2 separate regions of the Mus musculus genome follow, and region 2 is linked to region 1. Evidence: chromatin contacts called from public Hi-C data. All regions are on one chromosome and are shown on one strand. Each heading gives the region's core, a stretch centred on a gene start, on an enhancer-like site or on the middle of the called end of the contact. The rest is flanking DNA. Distances are from core to core; before and after follow the strand shown. Region 1 overlaps Prkn (parkin RBR E3 ubiquitin protein ligase). Region 2 overlaps Prkn (parkin RBR E3 ubiquitin protein ligase).

Region 1 (5,361 bases), core at 851-3,350:
CCACCAAATCTACACAAGTGGATGCAGTGGCCCTGTTACACCAGAGTGTTCATTAAAGAGAGGGTATGAATAAATACATTTCACACCCAAGTAATGCAAGCAAGGCAACTACTGGCATGGGGGTAGGTTGGAGAAGTGGCCAAGGGACATGGCTATATCTGACACTTGCTCTCCCTCTTATCTGGTCTCTGAACAAATGGGAGTATATTATTTACTTTCTGTGATAAAACACCATGACAACGTCAACTTAGAAAGAAAAGTGTATAATTGGGCTTATCATTCCAGAGGGTCAGAGTCTATGATGGCGGAGTGAAGATTAGTAGTAGGCACCGAAAGTTGCAGCTAGAGCTCACACGTCTTGGTCCACAGGCAGGAGGTAGAGAGAAACCCTGAAGCCGCTCCCAGTGACACACTCCCAACAATGCTATCCACATCACCTAGTCCTTCCCAGACAGTTCCACCAAGTGGGACAAAGCATTCAAACACACATCACTTAAAATACCACATGGATTCTCAATGCAAATTGGCTGGAGAAGGTATGAAGCAAACGGCTAAGATTACAAAAGGAATGAATTTTCCAAATCAGAATGAAACACATTTTCTCAATAGACTTGGCCAATTAACCCAGTCTTATTCTATGTCAAAATCAGTAAAGGATGTATACGCGCACGCACGCGCATGTGTGTGTGTGTGTGTGTGTGTGTGTGTGTGTGTGTGTGCTGCCATTTTTATTCTTGGATATCTAGCAATCCCAGTCTGAAATCTAGAGGACCCTTCTGGGACATGAGGCCAATTCTAAGACACCATGCAGGGGTCTTACAGGGTTGTATAAAAAGATCGTTGTATCTTTTTTCCTCATATCTAGCCACCATGCTGAATTTCAGCTCCAAAGACTCAGGTTTCCTCATTTCAATATCAGATGTTATTTTGTGCTTGACTTTTTCACATAATACTGTGAAAGATTACTATATTGCGTGGCCAACTACTGATTTGCAGACTTCCATTCAAAATGAAAATGCAGGCCTTTTTTGATCAAAAAGGAAAGATTAGGCAGTAGCAGAGAAGCTGGCATAGTCGTTGCAGGGTCAGGCCCCATGTGATTCACAGGTCCCACCCGTACATCAGTCTTGCTGTTTAGCACCCTGAGGGTGGGAGCTCTCCATTTATGAACCTGTCATCTTATTGAAGGGTGCATTTGGTATGCCTTTATTCTCTGCTATTTTAAGTGAGATCCCTGGAAATCCTTATGTGTGCCTTAGTGAAGATGTGAATGCATTTCCAATTGAGTATGCAGCCATAAGTGCCATTCAAGGACACTGACACACAACAGATTTGGAAGGTCAGTTCATCCTGTTCCCTACAGTGTTCCAGAGGGTCCATGGCTCCTTGTCCCTGCCCAGCCCCCTTGTCTAGGTATATATTTAAAGCATAGATTCTTGCATTTCACTCCAGACCTTACAAAAATCCATATTTCTGGAGTTTCTTTCTGGAAGTTGTGTTTTTTGAAGCTCCCTCAGTGATTCTCCATGGAGCCACATTGTTGCCAATTAATTGAGCTCTCTGAATCATCTTTCCCAGAAGTTCTCAGCACACAGAAGTCGAACACGGGTTGATGGACCAAGAACACTGAGGTCATACGCAATCAAGTCTCCAGGAAGACAAGGAGATGACAGCTGGATCTGGCCAGGCCAGGGAGTTCGTGTGTGACCAGGGAGACTGTACATGGCCATTCTGACATTTCTGTGAAATGGGGTCCAGTCTTTTCTCATAATTAGCATGTAAGAACTTGTAAAGAAGAGCAATGTACTCTTTTAGGTGCCAACTTGATTCTCTGAAAACAATCTTGGATAACTGTCTGTTATAGACTCTTTTCTAGCCTGATTTTAATTTTAGATAATCAAAGCGAAAGCTGATTTTACATAATTGCCGAGTGTTCTGGAGCTCTTCGTTTTGTTTCAAATCTGTAGGATATCTACTTAGCAACAGCATGCAGCTTTCTCTTGTTTTCTCCATTTCAGGAATTAGGCACATGAGGAGGAGATGCAAATGCATATGGTATAGGAAGTTCTGTCAAAATCTATGTCTCCCCGGGAGAGAGGCTTGGAGTCTGGTGCTATGAACAGCAGAAACGGGAGCTCGGGATGGATTCAAACAGCACGTTTGTGTTCTGGTGTTTAATTTTAGAAGAGCACATTCGTGGGAACATTAAATGTGGAGATTGCTGCTTCTAAAATATCTTATTAAAAATGCTAATACACAGCGAATTTCAATATTTTTGTACTTTCAGATGAAAACCATTCATGAAAGAAAAATCCCTTATGCTACATGGCATATGTATACAACACGTGTGCTTTTTTTGTGTAGATAATATGCGCTAAGATATAGGATAGAAATTTCCATATTTGAACATCCTTCCATAATTATATTTTTAGACATGTACATTTAAAGCATATTTAGGGAGCTCCGGAGCACTGAGAAATTTGATTCTGGTCTTCATAGTATTTCCAACCTATTATTTGCATGTGCCTGATTTCATTTTAGAAAACACGAGTAGATAGGCAATCTATATAAGCAGAAACACACATATCTTTTAGTCTTTATCTCCCACACATAATGCTTGTATGAGGTACTGTTATTGGCGGGTGTGACACCAGAGCTGTATCTTAATGTGAAGCTATAGCTATACTGCCTGGCCAGAGCACCCCCCTTCTTTACATGGGTTGTGGAAAGATGAGTGCCCTTCGGCTCTGGGCTCACCTCCATGTCAGCGTATGCTGACTTCTGCCCCAATGTCTGTGTTTTAAGTGAAGTTGCATTTGCTTCCTGGTTACTCTCTGTCCCCCACCTGCTTTTGTTCCCATTGGCAGGGCATCACTGCTGGTCATGGAAGAAAGGACCCCAGTCTGTGCTTTCACGGCATTTGGTCTAAAAGCTTCTACCAGGAACAGTCTTCAAATCCATATGGGTGCCCCAGATTGCAGACTCTTTCCTATACAGACTGTATAGTCCTAAGATCGAACATTTGAAGAAACTCTCATGCAAAATGTGAAGCCTTTGACTACACTGGTAGAGTGGGAAGTTACACCCACACTTCTGTATACCTTTTGCCCTCTAGCCCTCACTCCATTTTCGTAAAATACTGCTAAAAACAAAACTTCAAGTAGGCTTCCCTGAAAACAGATGTTAAGAGTGTACATGGTGTCCTGAATGGTCCATTTAGAGACACATCAGCAGCCAGGCAGCTGTGAGGAGATGCAGGTGTTGGAACTCAATACAGGCTTTTGCAACAGTATTGTTAAATAAACAGAGAGATGGAATCCCTCTTTTATTTTTAAGAGAGCTATTACAGAGGCGGGGAAAGGGGTACTGTGGGTGCTAGAGGAATGAGCTGCTGACAAAGCAGGGCAGATATGCCCATCAGCCCAGTGCTTCTCAGTGTGGGGCTAGGCGCTTGAGATCAACATGGACCATGGTCTTTCCCTTAAGTGATCAGACATCATAACTCCAACTGCAACCATGGCTTTCTTCCCTCATTAGGTAAGGAATGAGGCAGAAAGGAAATAGTCCTGCTAAGGTCTGAGATCAAGTAGAAACAAATAGCCAATAGCTTATAAAAGTGAAGCTGGTACTGTTAGGGGAATGTGGGATTCATGGCAAGTCTAGATTCCATGGCATCCACACTTGCCATGGTTTGATTCCGTACTGTGATGATTCTATAAGGTGGGCAGGACTGAGGGCAACAGACACACTTTGTAGATAAAGAATAGGTCTTAGAAAGCCAACTGAAAAAAAGACAACCCAAGAACCCTTGGTCCTGTGAATGGCTACCTGCATCTCCAAAAGCTTCTAAGATGTTTTGAACCTCCCAGCATAAGGCCCTTTCTTCTCCAACGCTGAAGAATGTGGTTACTAGCCAGCTATTTGGAGAATTTCAGAAATCAGGTGGAATCTAGTACTGACCTGTTTTAAAACGGAAAGATTTTTGGTGGGAAGATTATATTCAGGATAGACAGTAGTCTTGGTTATAAAGAACAACAACAACAACAAAAAATAGTATCTTTCTGCTTCTCCCTTTCTAAAGGTTTAGTATCTGCTCCACATGGAGCCTTGGACTATGTAGGTGTGCTCTTCTGTTCTGTGATTTCGGGCTAGCCTTTTTCCATAGAAGGGAAGAGCTCAGCATATGACATGGGTATCATGAATACCTGGAGCATCATGACCTAAGAGGCGGGGGCTGAAAGGTGGGGCAAGCAGGTAGCAAGACTTTCTCAATTCGAGGAGGTCGTAATGCCAGCCTTCGGCAAGCCCATGCTTCCCAATTTCCTACAGGAATAGTGCTCCTTCAAGTTGCTCAGACTCCTCCTGAGTTCAATAGCTTCTCACCAGTTATTCGGTTTGGGTGAAGTCTGCATTTGGAAATTATCCCAGATAAATGTGGTCTTTTTAATCGACAGGTAATTGATGGCAAAGAATGGTCACAATGTCGAATACATAACTGCTTTTGGTCATTTTCACATCAAAGTGAACTCCTGAGACGGATGACTAAGGCTGAATAAAGAGGTAATGGGTAGATACTGACAACTCTTTACAAATCGACAGCTTGTCTTACACATAGATAATGGTATAGAAGGAGAAGTCAGGATATTGATGAGATATGGGATTAGAAAGAGAGAGAGGAGACAGGAAAGAGAGAAAGAGGGAGGGGAGGAAGAGAGAAATTCATTTAATACATTCTGACTTAATCATGCTTTAGATGCATAATGACTGAAACAAACACCCCAGCTTGGTTACCAACTTCTGCTCATAAGTAAGAACCCAAACTCCAACAACTTGTCAAGGCTGATATTATGACGATTTTTGTTACTTTTGAAAATTAAAAGTGTGCCATGGGCTGTAAAGTCACATCAGTGTAATAGTAAGTAGCTGGCTTTAAAAAACTGAATGGTTTGGGGACGCAGAGGTATTCAGCAGGAAGTACATGTGCTGTTCTTGCTGAGGACCTGAGTTTGGTTTCCAACACCCATGTTAGTTAGGTAGCTCACAACCACCTGTAACTCCAGAGCCAGTGGATTTGATGCCATTTTCCCTCTGAGGTCAACTGCACCCATATGAACACACACACACACACACACACACACACACACACACACACACACACACACACCCCTGATTCAGAATGCACTGACATCTGTAGCTCATCTGGACGTGGGTGAAGAATTTACTAGTGAGAGAAGGTGCTGGTGTTGTAACGTTCATAAGTTATTCCAGTGCAGTGACTTCTGAGATGACGTGCCTGCCAGCTAAATCCAGCAGTACTCAAGCCCATTGGCTTATGGCGCCTGGGAATGAAATTCCTGGGCC
Region 2 (5,361 bases), core at 863-3,362, 390 kb before region 1:
AAAATGGGATCAAATTAACAGATAAAATTTTTATGTGGCTCGTTTTATATTTAGTCTGAATTATTTAAGAAGGTAGTTAAAAATCTGTTTTATTAAATTGCATCATGAAATTTTTATTCTAAGTTCAGTCAATGCTTGTATTTCATATTATAAAGTGTTTAGTATTTTCCACCTCTTATTAATAAGAGAAGTAAGGCTGGATATCAGTTGCTGAATCAGAATATTTCATGTTCCCTGTACCCACAGAGGGATTTTATTTTCTTTCAAAATGCAGAGAAAGTTTGGTCGGGAATAGAGTTTGTCGTATTATCACACGGGCCTCCTCTCTGATCATTCACAATAGACAAATACGAGACTGTATTCAAGGCAACCACACCGTTTACTGAAGCCTACCCAGTCTCATAAATAAAATCCAATTTTAGCAACACTTCCTTGTTCCAAATTAAGTCCAAGGGCTGGTAGATTTAGTCTTGAGTTGTAAACGTTGCACAAACAGTTAAGGTAGCATTAGATTGTACTCATTTTGATCCAGACTGAGTTTCATGACCCATTGGGGATATCTTGTTCTTGATGATATTTACAGTGTCCCTTGGCGATATGTACTAGGATATTTATTTATATTATAGATAAAGTTTGGCCTGAAGGTGGAGTTTGGGAAACCTTTTACTTTTTCTGCAAGTAGACTGCTTAGCTGCTTCCATGCAGTTGAGTTGTAAACTGTGTTTAACATACAGAATAGGACATTTTATCATGAGATAGTCCATTGGTAAAGGTATGTTTAGATATTCATAAACCTTTGGAGTGTAATTAGATAGAGGGTTTCTATGTTCATAAAAAAAATGAGTTGCTGGCACTATGTTGGCAACTAGAGACTAATGGGCAAAAAAAGTTGTTTTTTGTTTTTTTAAAGTTTTGTTTCTAAACCTTTGTTCCTTAAGTTTTGGGAAAATAAAACGAATTTTTCATAGTGGACCACTATGTGCTTTATGACACAAAACTAGACCAAGTCCATTTATTTATCATGATGTGTGTTTGCATGCATCTTTCTCTCTCTCTCTCTCTCTCTCTCTCTCTCTCTCTCTCTCTCTCTTTCTCTCTCCTCTCTCTGTGAGTGTGTGTGTGTGTGTATGTGTGTGTAGGTCAGAGGTCAACTTGAGGTGCTGGTGTTCTCTTCCCACCTGTGGGTCTTGGGTATTAAACTTAGGTACTCAGGCTTGGTTCCATTTCCTGATTCATCTTGCTGACTTCATTTATTTTTCTAATAGGAAAAAATAAGCTGGTATGTATTCCGGTGAATGCAGGAAATTATCACTAGAAAGTAGCTTTAACAGAATGGATTAGGAAAGTGATGACCTTTTGGCAAGGACCTGTAAATGTGGTCAAGAAATGGGCGCACCCTGCTAGAAGAAAGCATCCTCCTACATTGCCTTCAAGAGCAGTTCCTCAGAATCAACACTAGTAAAATTCACAACCAGAGAAGGACTCAACATTGCTGTCCACCAGTCTCTTCCAGATAAAGGTCTCACTGTGTGCTCCACTGCTCTCCAATTCTGCTTCAGCCCCCCAGGGCTGGGATCGCAGGTATGCACTGCTGTTTCCTTCTGCACCAAGTAGACTTCAATCACTAATAATTTTCATGTTAATTAGGAAAACCATTAGTATTTAGAAACTTGCATCTTTCAAGAAATAAAATTTTTTTTTGTTCTTATAACCGAGTTACATATGAGATAACTAGTAAAAGGGTTTTAAATATGAAAACATAGTATATCAGGGACGTAGGAAAACAGAATGGAATACATACCAGGAATGTTTGATAGTGTAGAAATTTTCCGTTGCCTGAGAAGAGCCTATTTGTGTGGCTCCCAAATCCCTATTGCCTTTAGGTTCTACTTCATTGTCGAGAACAATGCCATACTGTGTCCCTTATTTTAAAGTCAACATTTATAATATTCCAGAAATCTCACTCTTTTCCCAGTTACAAATCCACATAAAGGGAACGAGGCGGTACACAGCTTTCATAATTGCGTGCGGAGGCGTGTAAGGAGCTGTGGAAGGCGGCTGCGCACCATTCCTGCGGGAAGCACTCTGTGAGCTTGTTATTGTCCTTCAGGGGATTTCGCCAGTCTGCTATTTCAGCTCGGCAGTGCCATAAATCATAGGGAGAAAGATGACTTCCGCTAGGCTCACTTCAATTGCTCTGCTGAGCCCCTTTCCCTTTGCCATTGTCCCAAGCTAACAATACCTGCTGTGCAAGGTGTGGGAGGCTGCCTTGGCTTGCCTCTGTCTCAGAATTCACTCATTGTCTCTTTCTCCTTGGGATCCTTTCCTCTCATTCAGTGCCACCAAAGCTGCAGGAAGTGGGCCAGATAACACCGGCTCAAGGCTGGGGCATGCTCTAATTCAGATTGTAGGCTCTTCTAGAATCAGCACAAAGTGGGTGATTATTTGAGGACCTGTGCAGTCACTGAGCAGGACATGTGAACTTCTAGAATCTAGGTGTTCTTATCTGTGAAATGCGGATTTACAAAACAAAACAAAACAAAACAAAAACAACAACAACAACAACAACAACAAAAAAGAAAGCCCTTTGAAGAGAGGTACAGTTTTACATATGAAAATCTTCAGGTGCCCTTTAATTGCACCAAGCATATTCAGCCTTTTTGAGCAAGTGTGTACAGATGCAGACTTTAGAGAAGAAAATCAGACATCTTGCTTGAACACTCTCTTACTTACTCTCTTGAGACAGAGTCTCTCAGTGAACCTGAGCTTGCATTTTTTAAATTTTTTTTTCTTGGTAGGTTGGCAGCCATTGATCCCTGGTGATCAACCTGTCTCTAATCTACCCCAGTGCTATGGACAGGGTCACATGGCCATGCCTAGAGTTTCGTTGGTGCTAGGGAATCCAGACTCAGGGCCGCATGCTATGGCAGCAGGTGCTATTACCCATTGTGCCATCTCTCCACTCCCATTCACCGGCCTTTCTTCCTGTTTCAGACGCATCTTTAAAAATAAACAAAGTAGCTCTTCGAGCTTGGCAGGGTAAAGTGGCCGGCATAACTCAGCCCAGAGTCTCAGAGGCATGGTGGAACAGGTGGAAGAAGCCCAGCCTCTCGGCTGTAGTTTGTTGAAAAACCGGCTTGCCTGGAGAACATTCTCTGCGCTCTTTTGCGTCCACAAAGAAACGTAACCTTCGGCCAGTTGCATTTCTTCTCTACCTGTAACTAGGTTAATGTGACCTGACAGGTCCAGCAAGACAGCACGAGAAGAAATAATAAATGCACTTTGTGGGGCTGAATGTAATAAAGGTAACCTAGGTAGGAGATGAAGGTGGATTTTTTTCCAGAAGGAAGAATTTCAGCATAAAAGATGTCACAAAATAACATTTTATGAGCAATCTTTTTGATATACATAAGTGGTTACATTCCCAGCTGCTCAACAGACCTCCTGGAAGGGTTGTGCCCTACTTTTCTTTCTCTCTCTCTCTTCCTTTCTTCCTTCCTTCCTTCCTTTCTTTCTTTCTTTCTTTCTTTCTTTCTTTCTTTCTTTCTTTCTTTCTTTCTTTCTTTCTTAAATCAAACCCTGTTTTTTAAAACATATTCTGCTGAGGAGCAGCTATCTCACCCCCCCCCCCCCAAAGGTAAGAGGGAGGGTGGATGAAATCCTTTTGTCAGTATTGTTTGTAAAAAGAACATAGAGCTCCTACTTCATGCTAAGGGCTTTACAAATATCAGAGTTTAAAAAATAATTTTTAAAATAAAACATTTGAGCTTTAGGTGTATGCCGTAGGTGTGTTACTCTCGGTTTTTTGTTTTGTTTTGTTTTGTTTTGTTTTGTTTTTACTGTCGTGGGGGGTGGGGGTGGAGCCTCACAGACAAGATGAGGTCAAGGCCAGGAAGCACCAATCAGGATGTTAAGCATTCTACTTCTTCTCCTAGGAATGGGGTTTGGATTCATACGGACTGTTAAACATCACTGCCTATCCAGGCAGGTCTCTTTATTTCTGGATTTCTTTTCAAGCAAACCCTGAATCCATTTGAAATGTCCCCACAATTCCCTTTTCCTCACCAAGTATGGGCTGCTCTCAGTGGAGCAAGCGCTGGTATATTCTGGTCCCTCATCTAGGAGGGAGGGAAAGAAGCAGAGCGTGGGGGGGGGGGCTGGTAAGTGTTCCTGACACACGGGTTTCATCCTCTGGGGTGGGATGGAGGGCGTCCTGTTGAGATGCTGTTCTAGAAGCAGCTTGCTTTCTCTACAAAGGTTCTCAAGAGCCGGGGATGGGGGGGTGGGGGTGGGGGGACGGGACGGGATGACGATGACAGCCCGTTGGGGCTGCAGATATTCCTAGGGAGGCTGAAATCCAGGGCATTCGACGTTTTCTCCTGAGCCTTTGCATTTATAAGATAGGAAACCATTGTGGTTTGGAACAAAGGAGAGGATGTGGGCATTAAGGAAATGAGGGTTCAGCAAACTCCTGCTCTAACCCCACTCCTTCCTATAGTTGGGTCTTGTGAGCCTAGTTAGACACGTGGCAGGCTTCTCCACACAGGGCCCTTAGATATTATGCTGTCTTTATTTGTAAGAACAATTGCCCATAGCTTGAGTTGGCCTTTCCTCTCTCTCTAGGTGTCTTCTACCTGAAGTCAACTTGGACACGCCTGTCAACCTCAAGAGCCTGGCCTTATCATACTTGGGCACAGTGACAGTGATAGTTTGGTGTCAGGGCTTGTCAGAATAACAATTACCAACTCCATGTTCCTGCTGCTAACGTTCACCCACACAGCACTGAGACAGAGTCTACGCTTAAGAAGTGGGGTCTGGACTGAACTCACTTGGTAACCAGGAAGGATGCCCTTGACCTTTACGTGGATGAGGCTCTATGTGACTTCACAGAAATTGGTTCTACGTAAAAACTAACTAAGCATTATATAATTCTGATATTGTATATTACAGTGTCCCTGAAATGATCAGTAAAGTAAACTGATACCTTGGCCAAACTGTTAACTTAGCGTCTATTAACTTCAGTGAGGTTAGGTTAGTATATCTGTAGAAATAAACTTAATGTATCAGATAGTATATTCTGAAAGTAGCCACTAAGTGCATACCATAGTCAGTAATGCCTTTTCCCAAATAGGAATCCTAGCCAGATGCAGGTTCGAACTAGGTTGGTGCACACATCTTTCTTCTTAGTTGACACAATTATGGCCTGAACCACTGGCAGTTCTCGCACATCTACACAAAGAGTTTGTTGGAAGTATCCTAGGTTGGACATGCTACAGAGATGGGCACGGGAAGAGAACACACTGCCTTACACACTCACCTGGGGAGACGCAAGCTGGGCTTGCAGGTGGGATAGGCAGTTTC

The links. A called contact is a pair of places that touch in the nucleus more often than the background predicts.
Region 2: a Hi-C map of cortical neurons shows a contact between it and region 1, with 2.1 times the contacts expected there. The contact joins two enhancer-like sites.

What each region holds. Positions count from the first base shown.
Region 1 is chr17:11,570,585-11,575,945 of GRCm38.p6, reverse strand. All of the region lies in intron 6 of Prkn (parkin RBR E3 ubiquitin protein ligase), which reads right to left. Among named protein-coding and RNA genes, the nearest start is that of Gm41525, 92 kb to the left of the region's middle. Within about 2 kb of position 2,100, at least 17 of the 459 cell types and tissues checked have an H3K27ac peak or open chromatin away from gene starts, as enhancers often do. A contact at or near this core is called in cortical neurons, where this site is marked.
Region 2 is chr17:11,959,817-11,965,177 of GRCm38.p6, reverse strand. All of the region lies in intron 9 of Prkn (parkin RBR E3 ubiquitin protein ligase), which reads right to left. It overlaps Gm46604 (a long non-coding RNA gene), which reads left to right. Exons shown (of 6, transcript XR_001782243.2): 4 at 1,266-1,581; 5 at 1,976-2,087; 6 at 4,624-5,057. Among named protein-coding and RNA genes, the nearest start is that of Gm52293, 69 kb to the left of the region's middle. Within about 2 kb of position 2,112, at least 41 of the 459 cell types and tissues checked have an H3K27ac peak or open chromatin away from gene starts, as enhancers often do. A contact at or near this core is called in cortical neurons, where this site is marked.